Linked DNA regions of Gossypium hirsutum: region 2 is linked to region 1. Evidence: chromatin contacts called from public Hi-C data. All regions are on one chromosome and are shown on one strand. The core of a region is the stretch at or near the end of the contact, and the rest is flanking DNA. Distances in the headings are between cores, read along the strand shown.

Region 1 (6,344 bases), core at 1,207-3,706:
ATCAAAATATCAACTTTCCAAGACCGGAATAATAACCAAGAAAGAGAACACAACTAATAATAGCATCAAACACAATTAAAAAGTCAATATTGAATGAAACTGATTGAGTTATTAGGATTTTATAGTGCACGTTATGCCATAAGGCTGATAATCTTTAACATCATGTTCACTAGTTATATGGTTGCATCAACTTTTTCTCACAACTAAAGATAAAAATATTCTCCATATAACTTGGTATTTACTCTTAATTTACCACATCTGGAAAGTTAAATGGATCTTACAGACCAGATCATAAACCATTAAACCATGCAACTTCAATGGCAAAACAAGCATACTAATAAAACATAGAGAGGCTGTTTAATGCTAAAACATATACAAGCTAATACCAGGGTAATCACGCACATAGGATGAACCTAAGTAAGCTAAGAGTTATAGGTTTAATCACCCATTCAGTCCCTGTACTCTTAGGACTTTTGAAGTTAATCCTTTTTCTTTTAATTCCAATAATTTAATCCATCTACTTATCTAATTTTTTTTACAAAAAGAAAAAAAGAAAGGAAGTAATAACCAACTATTTAAATTTAAGAGAACTTAATTAGCAGTATTATTAATTAAAATGTAACTTGTAGATAAGACGAGAATTAATTTATGGAATTAAAAGGAAAAGGATTGAAGGAGTAGAGGGACTGAAAATAGAATTTTAGTAATCTATTCTTGATTCCTTCATTAAATTTCACTAAATCAATGCACTCTAATCAGAACTCAGGAATAGGAGACAACAACCATGCTATGATAAACTGACGTAGAATTTATCCAATGTTGTTACCTAAGAATTTTAGGAACATGCCAGTTGATTATTTAGCACCAAATCACTACAGGAAAATAGGGCTTTAACGGCGTTTTTAGCGGCGTTTTATCAAAAAACGCCGCAAAAATTGTAAAACACAGAGCAATAGCGGCGTTTTTTGTTAAAATGCCGCTAAAGACCAGAGCATTAGCGGCGCTTCTGGTAAAACGCCGCTAAAGACCAGAGCATTAGCGGCGCTTTTGGTAAAACGCCGCTAAAAACTAGAGCATTAGCGGCGCTTTTCGTAAAACGCCGCTAAAGACCAGAGCATTAGCGGCGCTTTTAGTAAAACGCCACTAAAAGTTATATAACACCTAAAATCCTAAACCCCAAAGAAAAAAATAAAATATTAATCTATAACCCCTAAAATAGTAAACCCCTAAACCCTAACAAGCCCTAAACACTAAACTATAACTCCTAAAACCCTAAACGCCGCAATTTGTGCATTTTTAGTGGCGCTAGGTTATAAACGCTGCTAATGTTAAATTAAACTTAAATTCAAAAATTTGAAACATAGAGGAATTAAATTCTTAAGAATAGAAATATAATGACTAAATTTTAATTTTACGAAAAGTACAAATACTTATCTCATATTTTAGCTTTTACAGATTAAATGGTTTAGTATTCAATTTGTTAAAGTATGTTAAGAGAATTACTTTTTCTTTTTTAAGATTTAACACTCCTATGCGAAAAGATATTATTTAACTCGTATATTTGTTAAAATTTTATATAAAATTTAATTGTTATTTTGGTTATAATCATAAAGTTAATTGTGTTTCGAATTTTTATTATATATATATAAATAAATACATTCTTATAACTTAATTTATATGTGAGAGGGTAAATTAATAATTTCATAACTGAATTAATATACTTGATTAAACCATAACACCAACTTAATAAAAAAATAACTATAATTATAAATTTTTCTTTCTATTTATATGATTCAACTAAAAATATTTTTAATATTTAATTTATATAGACAAACAATTATTGCACTCAAATTGATATAAATTATAAAATTACAATTAATTTTATTTAAAAGTCGATTCGAAACAATGGATGTTTTGAATTCGTAAAGTAAAATAATCATACTAGAATATGGCACACTCATTGAATTTTTATGTAACAAAATTAATAAAATTTGATGTAATAACCAGTATGCCATTTATATAAAAATCTAAACAACTAATGCGGACCATACTTAAAACAATAATGCTTGTACTAATAAAATTTTCATAATATTTAATTATTTTAGTATATACGCATAATTTCCATGATTAACTTTATATCACATAATGTTATTAATGATAAAAAGATCTTTTTTTATTTTTTATCAAAATAATATTTTTATATGAAAATAATAAATATGATTTTATAAAATTATATAAACTAATTTTGTTATTATATATGTAATGTGCAACAGTAATTTATTAATAAAATTTTATTTTAATTTGAATGGGTTTAATTGATTTTTACAATAATTTTAAGAAGTTAGCGGCGCTAGCATAAAAACGCCGCAATAGATCACCTTTAGCGGCGTTTTTTTTAAAAACGCCACAACTGTCAAATTTTTTTAACCAAAACTTCGTCGTTTTAGTTTCATCCAATTTATTCGCTCCCGATAGCTGTTCTTTTTCCCCTTAACAAAATTTCCCTCATTCCATCTCTTCTCCTTTAATCCCTAAATTTTCATCCCCAAGTTCCCAACCCATTTGCCACCGAAGACGCCGACCGGACCACCTGCTGCATCGCCCTCGACTAACCTCTCTGCTGCGTCGCCGTCGCCTGCTCATCCTGCTCAGAAATGAGATTATATTTTTCACAACGGTAAATTAAATGGGAAGCGCCATGTACGACCTTACTACTTTGAGTTCGTCTCTCATGTTAGTTTTCTTTCTTTTTCCTGATTTCAGTTGTTAGCAAGTTTTTTAAAACCCCTAATTAAACCCTAATTCTGCTTATCTAATAAAAAATTGCGATTTTAATTGTTGATTTGGCACAGGTTAATAAACGATGGGAAGGTAAAACAATAGTGGATTTGTTCGCTCAAGAGTTCAGAGGTCGATCTAGAGATTACTATGTAAGTCATCAGTCTTTCCCCTTTTTTTCTTCTGGGCTAAATCTTTGTTTGACTGGAAATATGTAAAATAGAGAGCAGTGGAAGAATGGTTAATAATAATATATTTCCTGTTGGAATTTTGTGTTGATTTGTATTTTGGACCTAATAGGGGACACATATTGGGTGCTATTCATGATTTTGCATATGCTGTTTTACTAGAATCATGATTAACAAATGTACATGTGACGTATTGCTTAATGATATAATAAATTAAGCCAGAATGAAATATATCTAGTTTTGATTTTCTAATACGTTTATCTTTGCTTTTGATTGTAGATTATTTTTCTAGAAACAATATGCAATGATGAAAAGATTATTGAAAGAAATATTTGCCTTAAAATTCAACAAAGTCCTGACTATGCAGAAGAGTAAGGCTATTATCAATAACCTTTTACTTCTTGCTCAGATGAAAAGTTCTAGACTTGCTTATCAATCTAGTTTTGCGGGCCAGATTTCGAAGTTGGATCACAAGACTTTACAACCCGGTTAGCTAATTACGAAAAGGTAGTTCCTGAATTGCTTTTGTAGTTCTTCGTTAACATGTTTGCTTCGGATGCAGATTACCATTCTAAGGTGTACCTTTGTGCTTATTGTTACTAGGTTTATGAACCAGTTGATGAAGGGTCTTACATCAAAATGATTGATATGGCTAGTGGGCATGGTGGACAAATACAAGTTAAGTTCAAATCTCCTTCTTTTATATGGCTTTTGTGCTTCATGCATATGCATGTAGGATCAATGTTCATTGTGGCCATAACATGGTGTAACTAGTCTGTATTGTTGTACTTTTAGTTAAAAGTAGTTTCTGCAATATATGGAGAAAGTTGTCATTATAATGGCTTTGTTGTTCTTAAAGCTTTTTCTATCATATCTTTTGTTTCTTATTTCCTTAAAGTATTAATTCTTAAATGTTTACCCCTTCTCTTTCTCAACTTCTTAGATGATTTAATGGCTTTGCAATATGATCTAAGATTTTGCATGTTTTAACTGGATTCAGGTTAACAACATCAGTGGCTATCTTCCTGGACGAATCGTCTTCTTCTTGGTATGGTGTACAATAAGAAATGAGCTTCAATTATATCACATTATAAAGTCTACTTATTAAGTCCCTTTTCTCAGTTCCTTGTGTTTGTTATATTTGATGCAAAACTTTTATTGGTTGAAGGAACGACAACTCTTTTTATAAATTGGAGCTTTTAAAAATTTGGAGTCTCTTAAGTATTCTTTTTTCTTCTTGATATGGCTTAAATCATGATTAACATATCAAGTCTGGGTGAAATTATATCTGACAACATTAGGAACTGCACTTTTTTCTGCGTTATGTTGCAAGATATGGAAGGAAGCTTAAGACTTGTAACATTCAGATTCTACACCTGTTACATTAATTATTCTATATGTATCTTTTGTGACGATTACTCATCTCAGAAGTGCCTTTTTTTTTCTCTAGGAAGGCATCTGAACCTTCAATGAAATCTTAGCATCTACCATTTCTGGAGTGATATTTGATTTAAATGTTTACATTTACAATTTTCATATTATGATATACTTTTTTTTTCTATTATTTTGATGGCATTATATAACAGGTGGTTGCAATTTGTTTTCATCTTTCTTTTCTTCATGATATACTTTTATCAGAAGACTTATGTAATCAATATTTGTTTAATTTCCTGTCAGGAGAGAGATCCTCTTATATTTGATATTATTGTTCTGATTTCATTGTGCTTGCTAGATTAGCATATGCCAGTATCCAGTTTTAACTTACCAGGAAATTTCTTTTCCTGTTGCAACAGTGATACCGGAGAAATTTATATGAAGAAACTCGCAAACTTTGTTGAGAAGCGACTGGAATCTGAAAGGACTGCTTCTGTAAGCTTCACCTTGGTCAATACTTATTTGTTTACATTTATACCAAGCAAAGTTAATCACTTCTTTCAGAATTCAATTGCATCAATTTTACATTCCTTCCCCGTTCCATGTCCTGGTCCTTCTTTACATTTGGAAGCCTGCTTTATGTACTTGAAAAGTGGAGTTATCGCCTGTTGGCTATTATTTCTTTTGCTTGAGATAGTGTCATTTGGTAGTTTATTAATCTAAATTCAAAAAAGAAAAAAAAAAAGAAAAAGAAAATGCATGCAAAGTGCAGATCAGTTGAGTATATGTCAAAGATCTACATTTTGGTATCATCCGTTTTTTTTTTTATCAATTGGCATCCTGGTTTGAGTAAATCAAATTGTATAGATGTTATGGGATACTATTTCTTTAGATGTTATATATTTTGTAGCCTCCGTACTTGAAATAGGCATACATTACTGAAACTTTATCAAGCTTTACGGTGCAGAATATGTATACGCATTATTTATTTTTTGTGATTTTGTTGTTATCTGGATATGGACCAGCACCCTACAGAGAACAATTCCGATAGCAAGTCCAATTGATGGATTTCCAAAGGTTAGTGGGAAACCACAAGAAAGTAACTTATACATCCTTTCTTTCACATTCTAGCCCATTCTGGCTGCTGAATGAAGTATATATTGATATGTTAACAGAGGTATAGTTCTTCACACTTTTGATAGATACATCACATGTACATTTGTTAATTATGATTCTAGTAAAACAGCATATGCAAAATCATGAATAGCTCTTTTATGTTTTGACTGGTGGCAAATGGAACAGGAAAAACCAACTACACTAGATTGCGGTCCAAGAACAATTTGCAAGAGGCACATAATGACTAGCTCCAACCTCTACGAATGCTTGTGGGAGGCATTGCAGCAGCGAATAAGGATGATAACATGCAGTTGACACCGTATGTGCTATGAATCCGAATTCAGGTGTGACTTTTAGATATTTTATGTGCAAAAAAGTATTAGAGTGTCTTATATTTATATGTTAGTTAAGCAGATTATAGATAGAACCTGCAGTAGGATCAACTAATTAGTTGATCAAAAGCTACACCCTATTTTGTAATCGTCTACTTGCATATTTGCATATACTTAATAATAATCTCGTGTCAACTAATTATTCTAATTTTTTATTTAATTGTTTTGTTTCAACATTTTATTTTTATTTGAGTTGAAAGAAGAAAAACACAAATTGCAATTTTGACTTAGTTAATCAATTTAAATAATCAATGCTGATATTTCACATGGGAATTAAGCCCTTATTTCATTTAAGGAACTTTATTATAATATCTTATTTTATTGATATCTTTATATTTAATCTAATTTTTATTATTTATTTTAGTTTTGATTCTAAATTTTTATTTTTATTTTTATTTTAATATTTAAGATAACTTGAGTTCTAACTTTTGGATTTTAATTGTGTTATTAATTTATTATTTTAAATTCTAAATTTAAATTCATTAATTTTTGTATT
Region 2 (7,167 bases), core at 3,059-5,558, 170 kb after region 1:
ATGGCTTGATTTTAAGTGAATTTTGGGTTCATGCGGCCTGAGACACGGGCTGTCTCACATGGCTGTGTGTCATTTGTGAGTTTCTTAGTGTTCAGGTCAGTGAGTTACATGACCTAGAACATGACTTAGCACACGGGCGTGTGGGGTATCTCAGTGAGTTACACGGGTGAGGACATGGGTTGGGACACAACCGTGTTTCCCTTGTTCAAAAGTTACACGACTGTGTGACCCCTGTTTCCAATTTTTGCAACTTTTTCCTAAACTTTCCATTTTGTTTCAATTAGTCCCGAATTGCCTCAAAGCTATTTTTAGGGCTTCGAGGGCTCGATTTAGGGATAAAATGCATGTGATTGAATGGATTACGATATGTTTAATTTACTTAAATATTATGATGTTAAATGTTTCTGATTGTACAATAATGCTCCGTAACCTTAATCTAGTGACGGAGACAGGTTAGGGTGTTATAGTGATGGCTTAATGAGCATTATTGTAGAACTTAAAGTGCAATTAAATGTGAATTCGATAAGCATATATTGTGTACAAGTTGTGATGTAAATTGATGAATATGAACAGAGATGATGTGCATTAAATTAATAATTAAAAATGTATAATTGTGGATATTTTGGCCTTGTGATCTCTTGAAACCTTTGGATATAGTTGGCATGCTATAAGAATGTGAGTACTCACCTATATGTATTATGTTTTTGGGTATTGAGGCCCTAAGACAGGTTGGAGAAATAAGGGAATGTGAGCTAAGCTCCATTCAATGGGACATGTTTAATGTGTTGGAGAGTCTTAGCTTTATGCTTCACTTTTTGGGATATGTTCGACTTTATGAGTCAATTGGTGTGTTGGAGATCCGTATATCCGATGTGTGGTATTAGAGCCTACTTTTATGTTTCAAAGCCTCAAGTGCCAAATTATCGTTTAAATGTGAACTTATATATTGTGATAATACGATGTGAGATGGATGCATAAACATGTAAATAATATGCTAAATGAGTTTATTTAAGTTTTATGAAAATGTTAGTATGTTTTCATAGTAAATTGCGTATGTAATTGTGGTTTAGGTCGTCTCCATTTAAATTGTGAATGCATGCGAATATATCAACTAGACTTGTGAGTTACTAAAGCATGTATACGTTGTTAGTCTTGATGAATTATTATTAAATGAATTATATATATAAGTGAGTTGAGTGTAATTGCATGTAAGAGTATATGCTAGTTTTATGATTTAATGAAATATGAATATATTATTTTGACTTGGTTAGAATATGATTGTGAATGTGTTGTACTATGCTCTTGCTTAACCTTTGATATTGTGTTTACTTTGTGGTTACTTTGACATTCACTGAGCTTGTTTAAGCTCACACACTCTCTCTAACTGTTGCAGATATTTAGCGTTTGCAGTATGAGTGGTGCAGGGATACCAAGGAAATGATCCAAGTTAGGCTTTAGTATTTGCGTAGGTGGTATTAATATTGTTTTTTGAACTGTAGGGATAAGGCAAAATGGTTAGACTTTGATTGATTATTATTGTGGTCCTGATGATATTTTATGGGTTTAGTTTTCTAGCACTTTTGATGGATGTCATAATTATTTCATTTGTTTTGGTTTGAAGATTTGCTATGATGAAGTGCCATGAACTGTATATAGGGCCAATGGATGTTGAATAATGTGGTAGAACTATTACATGATATTTCCATGATGTTTTGGATATTTTATAGCTTAATTATTCCTAGGAATTTTAGGCCAGAACCTTGGTATGTTGATTCTTGCTTAGAGATGTTTTTGATACTTTAAACTATTATTTTAGTCGTTTTGACATTGGTTTAAAGAGGTAAATGATACATGTTGATTAGATATTTGTTAGAATAGATTAAATGCTTAGATGTGCTATATTTTTGTGGGCTGGAGTAAAGGTATCGATATTTGAGTTATAAAAGCAATACCTCTGTAATATTTCGATGTACAGGAAGTCAGTATGGTAATTTGTAAGAACGCTAATAAAGAGGACGATTACCTATTAATGTGACATTTTATAATGTGTGTGATACGTGATGGTGGTGTAACATCCTAATATTCGAGCTCGGCGACCGAGCCAGGTATAGGGTGTTACAACCTTAATAGTGTACTCCTAAATGGCTAATACAAGAATTTATTACGTTGGAAATTGAGTACCGACAACCAATTAACCTGAATATGTAGCAACTGAAGTGATATAACCTGGAATGATATGCAAATGCTCCGGAAACTCAAGTTCTCACATCTCGTTAAAGTTAACTTCGAGCATACAGGCTAAAGGTTGATATTCCAAAATATCTTGTCCAACATCAACAACATGTACATGTTCCCTAATCCTAAAATTGACATTGCTAAAGTCACCAATGAGTTCTTTAAATAGCAATACATGATATTCTCATGCATTTCTAGCTCTAGTTGGGAATGGTGTATTCCAACAGAAGTTGATGGCACCTCATATGGATTTGGAGAACCACTAGATTTGAATTCTGGAAACTGTGATGCAAAATGTCCTAATTGTATTTCTGTTTATGTGTATTTATCAGAGATAACTGGTTTCCAATAGCAATACAAAATTATAAATAAACTTGTATGTTAGGTCCGATGTTCCAATTTGTGAATCCACTACATGAGTCATTTGTTACATCGATATAGGGTTCCTAGACAAGCTTGGAATATTGGCCCCCATGTCCTTCTTTAATGTTGTGAGCTCGACATACAACTTAACTCTTCCATCACCATTTTGACTCTTGAAGTGCAATCATTGTCTATCGATTATTATCATCTGCTACATGAATTGCAAATATCTCACTAAATTGTCACATTTATAAATCTATACCTCAACAACCCAATCGAAGCTCCAACTTTTTAACCAATTTTGCGCTTAATCTCCACTAACGTGATGACTTTTTTTGAACATTTGGACTCGAAGATTACAATGATATCCATATCATGAATCTGACCATTATAGTTCACCGTACCATAAAACCCGTTGCTCATTTTGTATAGAACTCATGTGTATAATATCAATTTAAATTTAAAAAAAGTTAATCAATATATAATTAATAAAACAACAGCATTATTCTTGCTAATATAATATCTTTATTTATAACATTAACATTTTTCATATGAAAATAAAAATATTCTTAGTAGATTTTACAATTCTAATAACATAACAACACTATTGAATATTCAAAATATCACTATGCTTGATAACATTGAAGATTTTCCGTAATAATCTTTTCCTTCACCCTAGATATACAACGACAAAACAATGTCAAATTTCGAACAAAAGAAAAACAATGGCATCACCCTATATATATTGTATATTTAACACAAATAAATATTCAACACAAATAAATATCAAAATTTAATGTATATTAACACTAATATATATTGAAAAATGTCAAAAACTAATGTATATTCAACAACAATATCAATAGTCTATTGCATATTTAACACTAATACCTAGTATGTTAATGAATTATAATTTCATGGAGAAAAATATTTACAAAGATTGAGAAAGATAGGTAAATATTGTAGAATATTTGAAAGATAGTAGCTAGAAAAAGATAACAATGCTTAAGGAAAGAAGCCAAATAAACTTATTTTGCTTATGTTGGTGTGAGGGTGTATATATACAAATTTTAACCTCCTCCACATTTTCCATTACTATTTCATTTATTCTTTACTCATACATTGCTTTGTTCCATCATCTCAACTTTGCCTTGTTTTATCATCTCAAAATATCTCAACTTTGCCTTTTTTTCAACCCTTCACATATGTATGAGAAAGTTATATTTCTCAGCCTTTACATGCTTCCTTTAATTGTTGCATCTATAGGCTTTCACTGTTGCATCGAATATGCATGGTATGCAAATCAAAGTCAAACACCTCGAGAGATCGATTTTAAAGTCAACACTTTTAGGAACTAACTTTCATTTAAGTCAACTCTTGGAGATGCCAACTTTGAAGTTGAGACTTTAGTATATTGATTTCACCTTTCCCTTTTGCAAACTCGGCTAGTTTGCTAAATAAGCCAGCATCTCAACTATTGAAAAAAAATCTTTTTTCAATGTACATACAACTAAAAAAAATAGAATTTTTTAACTTTACAAGCAAAATTTAATACATGATACATATCTATTTTAATTTATTTTTAATTTTTCTAATATGTGTTTAAAACACATGACAAATTTCTTCTCAACTTATAAAATTTTTAACTGATAATATATTAAATAATTTTGCATAAAAGAAAAAAAGGCCAATGGACAACATTCATATCCTTGGAAACTGAAAATTAGTTAATTATAGGGAAAAACTATAGAGGGATGGATAATATTGTGTTAAGTTGCTGAAATGGCCGAATATAAGCCTTACAATTCCAAAGGCAAGTAAACCCGAACTCAAATAAAACTTCCCACCTTGTTTTCCAACTTCTAGAACCCTCCACGCTCTCCCATAAACCTCCCTCACTTCTTTCAGTAGGGTTTTTAGTTTCCACTCCCTGTTTCTCGAAACTCAAAATTTTATCTTGGCCTTCTCTCTATTTCTCTAGGGCTTTACTTTGATGGCTCCAGTTCTAAGCAGAAGCTTAGCTACTCCATCTTTAGCCTCTCTCACTTTGACAAACCCCAACAAGGCCTTCAATCTCAGAACCGCTTTTCTACCTCCAAATGCCCTCAACAAGGCCTTCTCTTGCTCTCGATTGAGGTGGAAACTTGAGAAGAGAAACAACCGGATAGCGGTTCGATGTGAGGCTTCAGCTGTAGCAGAGAAAGAGGCCGAAGAGACCTCCGGGGAGAAATTTGAGTACCAAGCCGAGGTGGGTTTCTTTTGCTTTTCCTGGGTTTTGCTCTCCTGTTTCTGCTTTTGGTGGAATATTTAGGGATTTAATTGGTGGTTTTATGAGAAAATTAAGGGAAAATGATGTTTGCTTGATGTATTACGACACTTGAAAAATACACTTATTATTATTGGATAAAGCTTTGGTTGGCTAAAGGTAGATGCTTGTTTACATTGAAATTTTTTACCCTATATTATCTATTCCTGAAATTAATAGTTTACAAATGGTTGCAGGTTAGTCGCTTGTTGGATTTGATTGTTCACAGTCTATACAGTCATAAAGAGGTCTTTTTGAGAGAGCTTGTAAGGTGAGAATATTTATTTCCTGCTAAAACCATGCACTTTTTTAAATGACGAATCACGTTACTTTTAGTTTAGTTGGTTTTCTGTTCGGACGATTGACGAAGTTCTGTTTCTGTGTTCCAGTAATGCAAGTGATGCTTTAGATAAGCTTAGATTCTTAAGTGTGACTGAACCCTCTCTGCTTGGAGATTCGGGAGAACTAGAGATACGCATCAAACCTGATCCAGATAATGGGACTATCACTATAACGTATGCCTTTTTTATCACCTTCTCAAAAAAAAAAAAAATTGATACGAAGAGGACTTAATTAAAAAAAAAATTATTTTCAGGGATACGGGAATTGGAATGACCAAAGAAGAGCTTATTGACTGTCTTGGAACAATTGCTCAAAGTGGTACTTCCAAATTTCTTAAGGCTCTGAAGGTAATTTCTCTTGTATTTTGTAAATATCTCTCTCTTTTTAGAAAATAAAGGAAAAAAAGTGTTTTGGTGAGTGACTTAGCATCTCATTATTTGTAGGAAAATAAGGATCTAGGGGCAGACAATGGTTTGATTGGGCAATTTGGTGTTGGATTCTATTCTGCTTTTCTTGTTGCTGAGAAGGTAACATGCTGTCATCTTAATGATAACTTGCATTATCATCTTCTGCTTCATGTATGAAGCCTTTTTGTTCAATAATTTTCAGGCTAATTGGGTTGCTTGTTTATATGTTTCTTGAACAGGTTGTTGTGTCCACAAAGAGTCCGAAGTCAGACAAGCAATATGTTTGGGAAGCTGTAGCAGACAGTAGCTCCTATGTGATTAGGGAGGAAACTGATCCAGAAAATATTCTAGTCCGTGGTACACAGATTACACTTTATTTAAGGGTACTCTATCTGTTCATTCTTTTTCCTCTTTTACACCCTATTTGAATGTATTTGCATTTGCATGTTTAAAAATATTAAAGGAAGACAGTAAATAGCATTGAGATTTTAATGTAGTGTTTCGTGCTACAAATACAGTTGCCTTAGAAATTTCTGCTTCTTTAAATTTCAATTCTTCTGAGTGCCATATGTCTAAGATATTGTTCTCCTGCAGTCAGATGACAAGTATGAATTCTCAGATCCCACCAGAATTCAGAATCTGGTGAAGAATTATTCCCAGTTTGTTTCTTTCCCAATCTACACTTGGCAAGAAAAATCAAGGACAGTTGAGGTTAGTATGCATATTTATTTTCTAATTTGGATATGATTCCTTCCATCAGCACTGATGCTTTAGGCATCTGGAAACAATTTGCAACTATCGAATTAATTCTTGTTCCTCCTGCAACATTCCTTCATGATACCTCAGCTTATCTCTGTGCTGATCCTTTTTCCTGATCTCATATCCGGTGACAAAGAGTCACTCTGTTTTGTTATAAGCATTTCAATTCTGAGCACATTAAAAATTAGCTCTTAACCATTTTTACTATATTTATATCTTTGAGCAGGTAGAGGAGGAAGAACCACCAAAAGAAGGAGAAGAAAACCCAGAAGTAACTGTTCCATTGCTTTTTGATATTATTGTAGCTAGCAAACTATCTTCTCGGTAAATGTGGTGTTATGGTTACCTGATATGATTGTTGACAGGAAGTGAAGAAAAAGAAGACGACTAAAACTGAGAAGTATTGGGACTGGGAATTAGCAAATGAAACAAAGCCAATATGGGTGAGTTTGGTTTTGTCTTCTCAACAATATGCAATTTAAGCTGCTTTTTTTTCTTAAGAATGCTATTGTATGACCCATATAGTTTTATTGTTATAATCATTATTTATTTCTTTTTTTGGGGTCTGTTGTAGATGCGAAATCCTAAGGAGGTTGAAAAAGACGAGTACAATGAATTCTACAAGAAGACTTTCAACGAATTCTTGGATCCACTTGGATATACTCACTTCACAACAGAGGTATTCATGTGACCATAGTTTATGAATTGAGTTCCTATGAGTAACTAGATTTGTAAAAGTTTCTTTGAAAATCATGC

Evidence for each region. A called contact is a pair of places that touch in the nucleus more often than the background predicts.
Region 2: a contact with region 1 is called in a Hi-C map of leaf, with 1.6 times the contacts expected there. The contact joins the promoter of LOC107887391 here to the promoter of LOC107887385 in region 1. A contact is called at or near these places in 3 of 34 Hi-C or Micro-C datasets (all in leaf).

Annotation. Positions count from the first base shown.
Region 1 is chrA03:70,294,314-70,300,657 of Gossypium_hirsutum_v2.1, forward strand. It overlaps LOC107887385, which reads left to right and starts at 2,457. Exons shown (of 8, transcript XR_001681161.2): 1 at 2,457-2,733; 2 at 2,853-2,930; 3 at 3,376-3,473; 4 at 3,570-3,644; 5 at 3,967-4,014; 6 at 4,760-4,835; 7 at 5,366-5,517; 8 at 5,643-5,996.
Region 2 is chrA03:70,460,747-70,467,913 of Gossypium_hirsutum_v2.1, forward strand. LOC107887391 (heat shock protein 90-5, chloroplastic) reads left to right here and starts at 4,309. Exons shown (of 18, transcript XM_041096083.1): 1 at 4,309-4,846; 2 at 5,101-5,174; 3 at 5,293-5,418; 4 at 5,499-5,592; 5 at 5,689-5,772; 6 at 5,892-6,035; 7 at 6,247-6,363; 8 at 6,638-6,682; 9 at 6,777-6,854; 10 at 6,986-7,090. The coding sequence starts at 4,592.